Linked DNA regions of Mus musculus: region 2 is linked to region 1. Evidence: chromatin contacts called from public HiChIP or PLAC-seq data. All regions are on one chromosome and are shown on one strand. The core of a region is the stretch at or near the end of the contact, and the rest is flanking DNA. Distances in the headings are between cores, read along the strand shown.

Region 1 (5,949 bases), core at 1,454-3,953:
AGTTTTACCAAAAAAAAAAAAAAAAAAAAAAAAAAAAAAGGAAAAAGAAAAAAAGGAAGAGGAAGAAGAGAAAGAAGAGGAACAGGAAGAGGAGGAGGAGGAGGAAGAGGAGGTGATGGTGGTGGTGGTGGTGGTGGTGGTGGTGGTGGTGGTGGTGGTGGTGGTGGTGGTGGTAGAGGCTGCAATAGTTGCAGGGCTTTGGGTGCCGGGGTGGGCTCTGCCTCTGACCTCTCTGTTCCTGGTCCCTGCGTTAATCCTCAGCACCCTGCAGGTGGCAGGTCCTGGGGGCTCACCCATCAGGTGCACTGCCACAGTCTCCTGGGCAAGTTCAGTACTCAATGATAGAACAGAGAATAGAAAATGAACTTATTAAAGGGAGAGGCTTAAGATACTTGGGGGGATAAAAGAGAACAGTGGGGTCTTGAGTCTGACTTCAGCTTAGTTTCTTTCCTTCCTTCCTTTTTTTTGGTTTTCCAGACAGGGTTTCTCTGTGTAGCCCTGGCTGTACTGGAACTCACTCTGTAGACCACGCTGACCTGAAACTCAGAGATCCACCTGCCTCTGCCCCCCTAGTGCTGGGGTTAAAGACGTGCGCCCATACCACCCCGCTCATCTGCTTGAGCTATTAATAAAGGGATAAGTTTCTGATTTGGAAGTACAAAACTTTAGATACCAGTTTCTGATGGAAGCCAAGTTTAAGAAACCTCACTTCTGCCCACTGTGTACAGACCTTCCCTAAGTCCTGCTGCTGTTCACAGCCCTGCCACTCAGTTCCTGCTCACTCCAGATTCCTTCCAGGTGGGCAGCAGTGGGGCAGGCCTTGCTGCCAGAGCAGCAGTCAGCCATTGAAGACAAGTCTGCAGGAGGGCAAACCAGGAGGTGTGAGAGTGAGACTGCACTCTGGGGCCTTTGTCAGCTATCCTAGGAGACACTTAGGGCTTTGGCTGCTCAGTTTTCTGCCACTGAGGACAGAGTTGCAGGGATGGCTGGCAGCACACCAGAGAACTGGTGTGACGTCTTCCACAGGAAGTCTAGGGCAGATCATACAACTTGAGCATGTCCTGTGTGGATGCTACAGGTCAGAGCTAGGATGCTTTCACACAGACCTTACCAATACAAACCCACTTTAACATGGATCCAAAGGATGATTTGTCAACTGCCTTTCAAGGGCACATTCAGCACCATGCTGACCTCTGACCACAACATTCTTACAAACAAACTGCAGGAAAGCCAGAACGAAGAACACCAAGGCCTGCCCCATGGCAGGGGGCCCAGGCAGAACACGAGAGAGGCAGGCCAGAGCTGTAGGGGCAAGGACAGCCCTGGCCTTCTCCTTGAGGCACACTATGGACGGAAAGTTAGCCACAGCTGGCAAGGCTGCCTGGTGTCTATAAAAGCGTTCCTCCCAGGAGATGGCTGGAAACAGACACTCTAAGATACTTTCATTCTTTTCCTTATTTGCCGTTCTGAAAAATAAGTTGTTCTTCCCTACTCCGAAATGGAATAGGGTCAAAATCTTCCACAGTCAACAGCAACCCAAAGAAAAGAGCACCAGATCCAAGATATTTCCAGTTTGGCAAGTGGCCCAAGGTAAGTAACTCTATGCTGTTTACTTGGTTCGAATAGAATTCGCCTGGGGATAAAAACCTAATCCCTTAACCAGTCAGCCTGTGTCCCTTAGTCCTGCAGACAGAGGCTGAGGCACTTTTCATCTCCTCTTCATCTCAATGTTCCTCTGTCTCCGTGGTGCCCACCACCTAGAAACGTCCACTCCAGGCCCACTGTGGTGTGTAGAGCCTGCATGCTCCCACACAACTAAGTGATCTATCAATGTGTGCAGAGGGATAGCTAGCAGAGGCCTGTGCAGAAGGGCCTCTGAAGCTCACAACAAAGCTCAGGGTCCACCTGTTCCAAAAGGATAGCCATCTCAGGACTGGGCCCCCCTGGGCCTCCCTCACCTTTCAAAGATGCTCCAATAACTCCTCCCTCCTTTGCTATATAGGGCTATCACTATGGACTCTTCACACTACCAGTAAAGTGAGTCATGCATGGCAACAAGAAAGGCCTCTCCAAGGAGCCATACACAGATTAGGTGCCCCAATGCAGAGATGAGCATTGGCCCTCCTCCAAAGCCAGAGCCTATCCCCCATGCGCAGAGATCTGCAGGGTACTTCTAGGTATACAGTCTGCAGAGTAGTCTTTGGTAACGCCTGTGTGAGCTGCATCCCACTGAGGCATAAGCCACTGCCTCCATTACACACTGCTTCTCCAGGACACACACCTACCTGTTATATAAGCAGTGCTCAGGCGCACAGGCCAACAGAAGACACAAGGAAACTGCAGCACATACAGCACGGGACTCACTCCTAAGGCAGGGAACACAGCTAAACAGGCTGTGGTCAAGGAACAATCTCTGCAGCTGCCCCAAGTGTCTGCTCTTCTCAGCCAGGACATTTAAAGCATTAAATTTTCAGTCTTCTCACCAAAAACCCTCTAAAGGCCAAATGACAAGCTTCAGCAAGGGTTCGCAGTGCACCTCCACATTCCCAGGGCCAGGGAGCGGGCTCCCATCCCATGGTTTCTATTCCAGACATGGCCTCCAGGAGTTGGGACAGATCATCAGCAAGGGCAGAGGTAAAGGACAGAGATCCAGTGGATCTTCTGTAGCTGAATACACAGTTGGCTAAGGTGTCCACTACACACTGGGGGAGTCTAAATCAATTTCTAACTAAAGATCAAGTTGTGGACAGTACCTAGAGTCACAAAGGCATAAGGGGAGATTCCTAATTCCAACAAGAGGCAGCCCACTATGACACCACTGTGCCAGATGCCCACATCTCTGCTACCACCTCCAGCCTCTAGGAGGACAGGTCAGAACTCAGCTTCTCTTCTTCCCAATTTCTGCTGGAACTGATGACAAGGGAACAATAAATGACTCGGTTTGGTGAGTGTTCTGAAAAGCCATGACCCTCAGCATCAGAGGACCTCTAATGGGGCTCCAACCTTGTCCTTAGACACTTGGTCCGAGAGGTAGCCTCAAGTGCAGGCATTTAAAGCAGATCAAGGTAGGAAGTGGTCATTGTACAAGCCCACAAACACATGCAGACCCTTAAAAGATTCAGGGGCGGGAAGGGCATGACAGCACACACCCATATTTCCAGCACTTGGAGAATCCCACGGGTTCTAGAACAATGTGACTTACAGTGAGTTCCAGGACCACATAGGTTAGGAAGAGATCCTGTCTAAAAACCCAACATAGGCCTGGAGAGATGGCTCAGCAGTTAGGAACACTTGCAGAGGACCCAGGTTTGTTCTTAGCACCCACATCAGGCGATACACAACCGCTTGTAAATCCATTTAAGGGGATCCTGGCCTCCATAGATGCAGAACTCTGTTTAACTAGATTGCCCAGTAGTGGTGGCACAGGCCTTTTAATCCCATCACTCAGAAGGCAGAGGCAGGCAGATCTGAGGTCCAGGACAGCCAGGGCTACCTACACACAGAAACCTTTTCTCAAAAAAATCCAAATTAGAAAATAAATTAAACTAGGGGCTGGAGAGCTGGCTCAGTGGTTAAGAGCACTTGTTGTTCTTGCAGAGGACCCGGGTCGGACTCCCAGTATCTGTGTTAGAGGCTCACTGTCTCCTTGAGCACCAGACATACATGTGGTGCACAGGGGTACACACAGGAAAATACTCATACACATAAAAAATAATATTCCTTTGGTCTTAGCTGCCCTAGGAATACAGGTGTGTGCTATCATACCCAACTTATTCAAACTATTTTCAATCTAGAAAATAAAAGTACTAGCCAATTAACCCTTATTTTTCAAAAGCCACAGAAACACCCAGGACCTGTATTGGCTCCTGGTCCCTGCAAAAAGGCCAGAGCCCATGGGGAAGAGAAGGGTTGGAGTCACCCACTGTGGCCTTCCCCAACACGAACCTCAACCATTCTCTGCAAACCTACTACACCTCAGGTGGAAGCCACCAAATGAATTATCAGTGCAGTGTCAACTGGAAACATCCCAGTGTCTCCATGGTTTGCCCTGCTCAAGTTGGATTCCATCCCTGACTATTGAGAAACTTAGCAACGGCTTGAGCAGAGCAGGATCCTAAGAACAGCATGGGCTCCAGCAGGTCAGACAATCTCCTCAGACAGCAGGACATCTTGCCAGAAGAGAGCAAGAACCACCCACTAAGGCGAGGCCCAGGAGAAGGACCCACACTGTAAACTCTCAGTGCACCTCACTTTTTCCTCCAAAGAAGTTTAGGGAGAGTACATGGTCGCACCTCAGCAATCTTCCCAGGCAGTGCTGTTTCACAGCCCCAACCCTGCTGACAGGTGAGTTCACCTGGTCCTGAAAGTCACCAACCAAGGCAGATCAGATCTCACTACCTGTCCCCAGGTCAGGTGGCCACAGGCATTAACCCTTTAGGACTCCTAGAGGAAGGGAGCGCCCAGAGCTGGACATTAGGCTCCTGACCCAGTTAGCTGAGGTGCCAGTGTGGATAGTCAGTTACAACAAAAATACAAATTATCTGCATGATTATAAACAGAATATATTCTTTCAGATAGCTACCAAACCTAAAAATAAATAAATGGGAAAAGCAGCAGACTGTCCCGGCCAGTGCTGTAATCCTGACACTTGGGAGGCTGAAGCAGGAGGAATGCACTGAAATCAAAGTTGGCCTGGGCTATGGAAAAGTCAGTTGTAGGACATCCTGGGTTATACCACAAGCCTGTCTCACAGTAAAAAAGGAAGGGACCAGAGAGATGGCTCAGTTGAGGAGACACCTACTGCCATGCCTCAGAACCTGCGTTTGATCCCCAGACCCTGTGATAAAAGAGACCCAACTCCCTTTAACTGTCCCTGACCTCCATATGCCAGTACACACACACACACATTTTTTTTTCTTAAAAGAGTCTATAAAGGCTTTAAAAATTAATGTAAGTTGGGATTCCTAATCCCAGCACTGAGGAGATGAAGGAATTGAAGGCCAGGCTCTTCACTCACATGTAGGTCTCCCTTCAAGCCCTTGCTATTCGACCACCTTCCAATACCTCTTCCACCTCCAGTTTCACTTCCCAGGCAAGCTGACCCATCCTCTGGCAGCCACCTCTCAGCATTGTGAAACCTGGATCTAGCTCCATACTGGAGGGACCCAGTGCCCTAATACGAGTGACAGACAAACAGTACTCACTCTACCTCCCAGCCAGCCATCAAGCCCTGCTCCAGCCCAAAGGAGCCTAGCCTGTCCCTTCTCCTGTGACACATGTCTAGGATCCCCACAGGTCAGAACATCCAGCTATGCCCCACCACAGATCATCAACTCCACAAAATCAAGAAAGCCCTTCCATCCTCAGGCCTCATACCTGTCCTCGAGGGACCTGCAGAGCCCGTGTGTTGGGCTCGTTTTCATTTCCCCGCAGACACTGCTTACTCAACTGTTTCCTGTGGGTGTGCAGCAAGCGGCGCTGAAACTCACAAGGTGTTTCCCATGAACCAACTGCTTTTTTAAAAACTCCATCTATACTAGCTCACTAACCTCCCAGCAACCCCGTGTGGGGAACTCTAACATTAGTCTCATTTTACAGAGAAGAAACTGAAGCAGGAAGGCAAGAGCAGAAAGGTGTCAGAACCCTTCCCCCTCCCTTCCTTCACTCCTGTCCTGTCTGTACCTAGCATCCCCAGAGACCCCAACTTCCCTAGAGGAAGGCAGGGCAGGCTGAGGTGTTCATAACGGATTGGTGCCTGGTGTGCATCACACCCAGTCTAGGGCCTTTGGGAGGAGAACTTCAAGCCCTGAAACATCCAGAAGAGGAAAGAGGGTATGGCTGATGAGGCCTGACCGGCTGCATTCTCCAGGAGCAAAGGCAGAGTGGTCTTCCCCTCCTCCCCTGGTTGTTAGCTGGAGTGACTCAGGGAGAGTTCATGAGCCGGGAGAA
Region 2 (5,949 bases), core at 2,420-4,919, 83 kb after region 1:
TACTTCTCTCCTTAACCTTTGAGTGGGGAGTGGCTTGTCTTGGCTTTTCCTTAGGCTCTGCCCAAACCCATCCTGACGTCAGCATGTGGCTTCTTGGCTGTCTAGTGGCCCCACTGTCTCTTCTGCAGATTGGCTGCCCAGCCTGGCTCCACATGGGACCAGGAAGCTAAAGGGTGGCTCCGGATCCTGCTCCACCTGATTTCCTGCGCCAGGCTTGGGAGGGGCAGGCGCTAGGGATCGTCTGGGCGGGAGTATGAGTATTTCACAGCTCCAAGGCGGCGGGGCGGGGCGGCAGCTTTTACAGGAGAGGCAAGCCATCTGCCCAGGGTCATGACCCTGGGGATCCAATATGCGTTGGGCGGGACCAAGAGCCATGTAGGGAGCAGGGGGGCTAGTTGTAGCAACTGAGAGGTTCTTGGGGACTCTGAAGTCACAGGTGTATGTACGAGTTTGCCTGGGCTTAGAGTGTAACCGTAATAAAGATCTACCTAGTGCTTCTAAGGCCAAGAGAGCCATGGCTAGGGAAGCACCTGCTTGCTTATTTTTATTACTAATCATGGTTTTTGAGACAGTCACATTCTGGTCCAGGCCGAACTGGAACCTACTATGTAAACATAGGCTATCTTTGAACTCACAGCAATCCTCCCGTCTTAGCTACCCAAGGGCTGATTACGTGTGTGAACTACTGTGCTGGACTCCGTAGCTTCCTCTTTAGATCCAGGAGCAACTGTGTTCTGTTGGCTTCAACTGCCCCGTGGTTTCTCTTCGTTTAGTCTGGCATAAAGATCCAACTTTCTCCGAGTCACCTGGCAGCTCTCTGAAGCACAGTTAGGACCTTAAGACCCCACAACCCAGCTTTCCTGGGAGCGGACCACGCACTGTTGTGAACAGGACCTGGGCTGTATCTTGCTGACTTCCCCCAAAGTCACCATCTGAGAAACTTTACCTGAGACCTTGGGAATGGGACTAACAGGAATGGCACGTTTCTGGAGGATCACACTTGGTCACACTTGGGGCTTCTAATGTCCTCAGGTCTCCCTGACATGTTGGTTCCTTGCTCACCTCTAGCCTAGACAACTATAGCTTCCCTGGTCCTTGACACTCTGTTTGCCAATTCAACCTTTTGAAGGGCTGCTGGGATGTGCAGAGTTGGGGGGGTGGGGGTGGGGGAAATGCTTAGTTCTTCTGAGTGCCTGGTGCGTATGCTCTCTGCATCCGCTGTTCTCCATCTGGGGCATGCTGTTCTTTGTGCCTGGGTTACCTGGTAGAGTCTGCACACTCTGTTCCCTGTGCTTAAGTCTCCTGTCATAAGTGCTTAGTACTCACAGTCAGTATCCCACACAATACTCCCTGAACCCCCTTAAGTTCCCGGTACCTTGGATACCTTCCCTGAGGAAAAAGCTATAATCCCATGATTCTTTGGTCCCTATGAGAATACCTCCAAAGATCTCACTAACCCCTCTCCCTCCCAAGGGAACCCCAAGTAGGTTCTGCTGACCCCATTTTGGTTACGAGGCCAATGGGGCCTAGAGAGGCTCACTCTGATGCTTTGTGTCACACAATAGGGACAGAAGTAATAGGTTTGATTTCTGTGCTGTCTAATTCCCAGCTATTAGCTCTGTGGAAGCTGAATGCACATCAGGCCAGGCCTGTTGCCCACCCTATGCAGAGGAGGACTGACTCAGCCACCTATAGTCTGCCCCCCGCCCCCCAGAATGCACATAGAGCAGGGGGTTCTGCAGGCATTAGATCCGACTCAAACCCCAGCACTGGGGTCTTAAGGGATTTAGGCTGAGTTGGTCCCTCCTCATACAGCTCACATCTGGAGTGGAAGCAGGGCCAGGAGACCCATCTAAGAGAGTAGTGGAGGGGAAGGCTGGACAGACACATTCAAAGCCCCAGGGTAGTCACTGTGTGGTCCAATATGCAGTGGAGAGCTGGGGCAACCTAGGTACACTGTTGCCTTGGTTTTGACTAGACCTATGGAAGGAATCTTACTCAGACATCTTTGGACCTGCTTCACCTCCTTCGAGGGCGTGGCTGGGACAATCACCTTCCCTAGTTTGTGTTCCGTTCTGTGTGGCAGTGTCTTGTTCATTTGCCTCCCTGTTTTTATTTGCGTGGTATCTGGCTGGACTGGAGCTAGTGAGAGTGCAATATCCGAATTTGGGAGGTAGAAGCAGGGGGATTACTGTGAGTTTGAGGTCTGAGTAACACAGTGAGCCTGGGCTACAGGAGATCCTGTCTCAAGAACTATAACCAACCAATCAACCAACCAACCAACCAACCAACCAACCAACCAAACCAAGGAACACAAAACAACCCCTACCCCCCAAACCCACTGGAAATGGGTCTGATGCACACACTCTCTAAAGCCAGCCCTTGAAAGCTGACTCAGGAAGAACACTGCAACCTAAGCTATGAAGACATCAAGCTAATAGAGTTTCAGGGCAGCCTGGGATGTAGATTGAGGCCTTACCACAAAACAAGCAACAAACAGGAAAGACCCCATAGCCAACCCCATCTCACACTATCTTGTACAGGTTTGAAGAAATCCCCTGAAGAATCCCAGGAGGAAGCACAGCTCCCTTTGTTCCCACCGTGCTTGCAGAAAGACCTACTCAGCAGACACACAGCCAGGCAACCCCCTGGCAGCCTGTTGCTCTGGGGCAGCACACAGAGGCAGGCAAAGGCAGGTAACCTCTGCGGGCTATGCTTTCCCTCCACCAGCCTCTGTCTCCGTCCTGCCTGAGGCTACCCAGCTGCTCCACAGCCTGCCCCCGCCAGCCACTCTGGCCACCAGCCAGTTCCCAGCCAGCCAGCCCCCTCGGGACCCTGCTCTACAGCCTTCTCACAGGGCAGCTACACCAGGGAAGCTCAGTCCGGAAGCATCAGCTTGGGGGTCCTGTTGCGGGCTGAGCAGAAAATCCAGCAATGGGCCTCAGTTTCCCCACTCCCAAAGAGGTAGAGGAAGGACCTGGACTAGGGCAGAGACCTTGAGCCAGGGGTGGGCAGATGTGGTTCCTTGTAGAGAAAGTGGATGCTTTTCCAAGCCTTGTCCCCTCCTGGTGCTAGTGGTTAGGGACCCAGAGCTCATCAAATGCTGTTTGCCTGGTCTGTGGGACCATCCCAAGTGCCTTCCTGGACAGGAGAGGAAACTGAGCCCTTGGCTTTGGACTCAGCAGCGGATGCGCAAGTGTGTGATCGGTTTCATGAATGAAATCCAGAGTGGGCAAGGTGGGTGAGGGTCACTGGGAGAATAGAGAGCAACCCCACGGGGCAGGGAGGGTGCCACTTCTGCCCCTCTCCCCTCCAAACTCTTTACATCTCTGCGACTGTCTCTGTGGCAGAGGGCTGTGAACTGGGCTTGCTTCTTGGTCCTGTTTCTCACCCCCTCTCTTCTTCCTAAGTCACCCAACTGGGCAATACGAATAGCCCGCTCTGTGCACAGGGGTGCAGGAGGCAGCAGTGCCTGGGGAACTCACCCGCTCTTGCCGCACCTTCCTCTGGGATGAGCCTGTCCCCTGAAGCTCTAGGTCTGTGGACCCACAGACAGTGCCTTCCCAGGGCCTGACGTCAGGCCAGCCAGCTGCTTTTGGACACAGGCAGAGGGGTGGGAGGGGTGGGGGCGGAGCGGTCTCCCTCCCAACCCCTGCTGGCCTGGCTGCCTAGAGGAAGGGGGGCGGGGTTGGGGTGGAGGGAGCCTGGGGGCGGGAGAGGGGTGGTGGTGGGGTCGGAGATACCACACCTTCCCTAGACAGAGGGGTGAGCCACAGCTGTTCGGACCAGGAAGAGTGGAGGGGGGCAGGGTTGGCTTCTGGCCCAAGGCTATGGGTTGTCTTAGAACAGCTCGGCCAGTTTCTGAGAAGAAAGATCTGCTGGGTGGGTCCCGTCCAGTCGCAGCAGCCAGGGGCTTAGGACATCCAGGCAGGTGTAACCACAGACAGCTGGCAGAGGATGGTCTCTGGTCAGCAAGGGCTGAATGTCTCTGGGGCTGAGGCTGTGCAGGGCTGTTTGCTCTGCCAGGAGTTCCCTCTAGCCCTCTGCTCTTCATGTCTGTCATCCACTTCAGTCATACCACAGTGCTTTCTCGAGCATCCACTCAACAGCCATTCTGACATCGATGACCAGGGAGGGCTGTGTGCAGGAGACCCCCCGGGCCCTCAGAGCTCACACTGGGTGTGAGAAACAGTAGAGGAAGAAGTGGGTGCCTAGTGACAGATCCAGCCAGCCCAGATGAGAAGTGAGGGCAGGGTTCCGGAGTGGATAGAGGGAGGTGCCACAGGACGGGGCTGCCTGGATGGGTAGAGGAAGGGGAAGCCATCTTGGTAGGGTCAGCTGCGTAGTCTGCAGAGCTATGAAGCTGGGAGGGAGTGGTCACTTGCACACAGAGTCTTAGCAGCCCTTAGAGGCTCCAGTGGTGGCTTTGATCCTAAGGGAACAGAAGGTTCTAGAAGAGGGGTGTAATCTCCCAGCCTTGGTCTCCACCCATCATAATATTCATAGAATCTTGTTGTATCTTTCCCACTGGGGCAAACTGAACCCTAGGCAGGAGCCCATGGCTTGCCAGACCACCTCCCCTAGGTCAGCAGCGACTTCTGGTCCTGGAGGGAAGGTTTTAGGCTTCTGTTAGGCTGCGGGGCTGAGGGCTAGGTAGGGCTTCAAAGTCACTGGCAGGCAAGTAAAGGGCTGGAGCTTGGAGGAGCTCACGTTTCACACGCTGCCCAGAGGTGGGTCCAGAAAGCCATGGTCCTTGCCTAGGGATCAGTGCCCACCCGTTCCTTCTACACTCAGCCAGTAGCTGAGACTTTCAATGCCTGGGATACGCGGTGCCTATAGCCTGGATGCATAGTTCCTATCCCTGCCCTGACTCCACGTTGGAACAACACAGGAAGGGCTGTGCTGGCTTTTACTCCTTCATGCCCTTCCACCTCCAGGAAGCACCTGGGTGGGTCCTGTCCTATCACTTGGCAGGGTATACAGACCTGAGGAGAAGGGTGGCGCTGAGGCTCAGGGGCCAGGGCAGTCCTGAGGCATAAGTCTACAGCCTCAGTGGGGCTCTTGGCTGCTGCTGTGCTTGCTGGACTATGTCCGAGGGGTGACAAGGTGCACAGGTCATAAGTGACAGGCCAGGTGCATGGGTGGGTGCAAGGGGAGGCTGGAGAACGGAGATGGCTGATGTGTGATGGAACCCTAGGGCATTGCTGGGTATCGTGGTGCAACACGACCTTTGCAAGAAGAGGAGAAGAGTGGCGTGCATGTGGTGTGTGTGCGTATGCATCATTTGTGTGTGGTGCATGTGAAGTTGAGAGGGTCTGTTCAACTGCCAGGTCGTGCCTTGCCATCTAGAAACATAGTCTGGGGGTTCATCATTCAGTAAGAAGTGCAGAATGCAGCTAGGTGGTGGCGGCACACCCCATTAATCCCAGCACTCAGGAGGCAGAGGCAGGTAGATCTTTGGGTTCAAGGCCAGCCTGGTCTACAGAGTGAGTTTCAGGATAGCCACGGCTACACAGAGAAACCATGTCTTGCAAAACAAACAGACAGACAAATGCTGAATGGTGCACCCACAGTGGTATCTGTCACACATGGGCTAGGTGCTAGGTCTCACTCAACCATCAAGCCTTCTAAAGAGCTGCTGGGTTCCACTCCCAGGGAGGACAAATCAGAGAGGTAATGTCACCTGTTCAAGGGTATGTCGTTAGAAAGAGGGGAGCCAGACCTGGAGCTGTCCCTTCTGTCAAGCTGCCAGTCACACTTGGAACCAAAGCCTGGCCTGCTTTCTCCATGCAGGCTTCAGGAGCAGCTCCAGCCCTAGTACTGGGCAAAGTGTGGGCTTCTGTCTCTTCCGGCACATTGGTCCTGGGGACCATGCACTACTCTGAGTTGGCTGGGCTTCAGTTCTCTTGGTAGAACTGGACCAGGGTCAAGAGTTGGCCAAACCCCCTG

What was found. HiChIP or PLAC-seq counts read pairs in DNA pulled down with a chosen protein or histone mark.
Region 2: an H3K27ac HiChIP or PLAC-seq map of embryonic stem cells shows a contact between it and region 1, with 21 read pairs. The contact joins the promoter of Gpr20 here to the promoter of Slc45a4 in region 1. A contact is called at or near these places in 17 of 39 promoter capture datasets (the 3T3-L1 cell line, 3T3-L1-derived adipocytes, the C10 cell line and 10 more), 1 of 15 datasets of contacts at CTCF or cohesin (the NIH/3T3 cell line), 21 of 484 Hi-C or Micro-C datasets (the 4T1 cell line, the AML12 cell line, ECoMG myeloid progenitors and 10 more), 14 of 115 datasets of contacts at active chromatin or transcription factors (the 230-238 cell line, bone marrow-derived dendritic cells, embryonic stem cells and 6 more) and 4 of 9 other capture datasets (adipose tissue, embryonic stem cells, liver and 1 more).

Annotation. Positions count from the first base shown.
Region 1 is chr15:73,622,041-73,627,989 of GRCm38.p6, forward strand. Slc45a4 (solute carrier family 45, member 4) reads right to left here and starts at 2,704. Exons shown (of 8, transcript NM_001033219.4): 1 at 2,286-2,704.
Region 2 is chr15:73,703,836-73,709,784 of GRCm38.p6, forward strand. Gpr20 (G protein-coupled receptor 20) reads right to left here and starts at 3,670. Exons shown (of 2, transcript NM_173365.2): 1 at 3,486-3,670.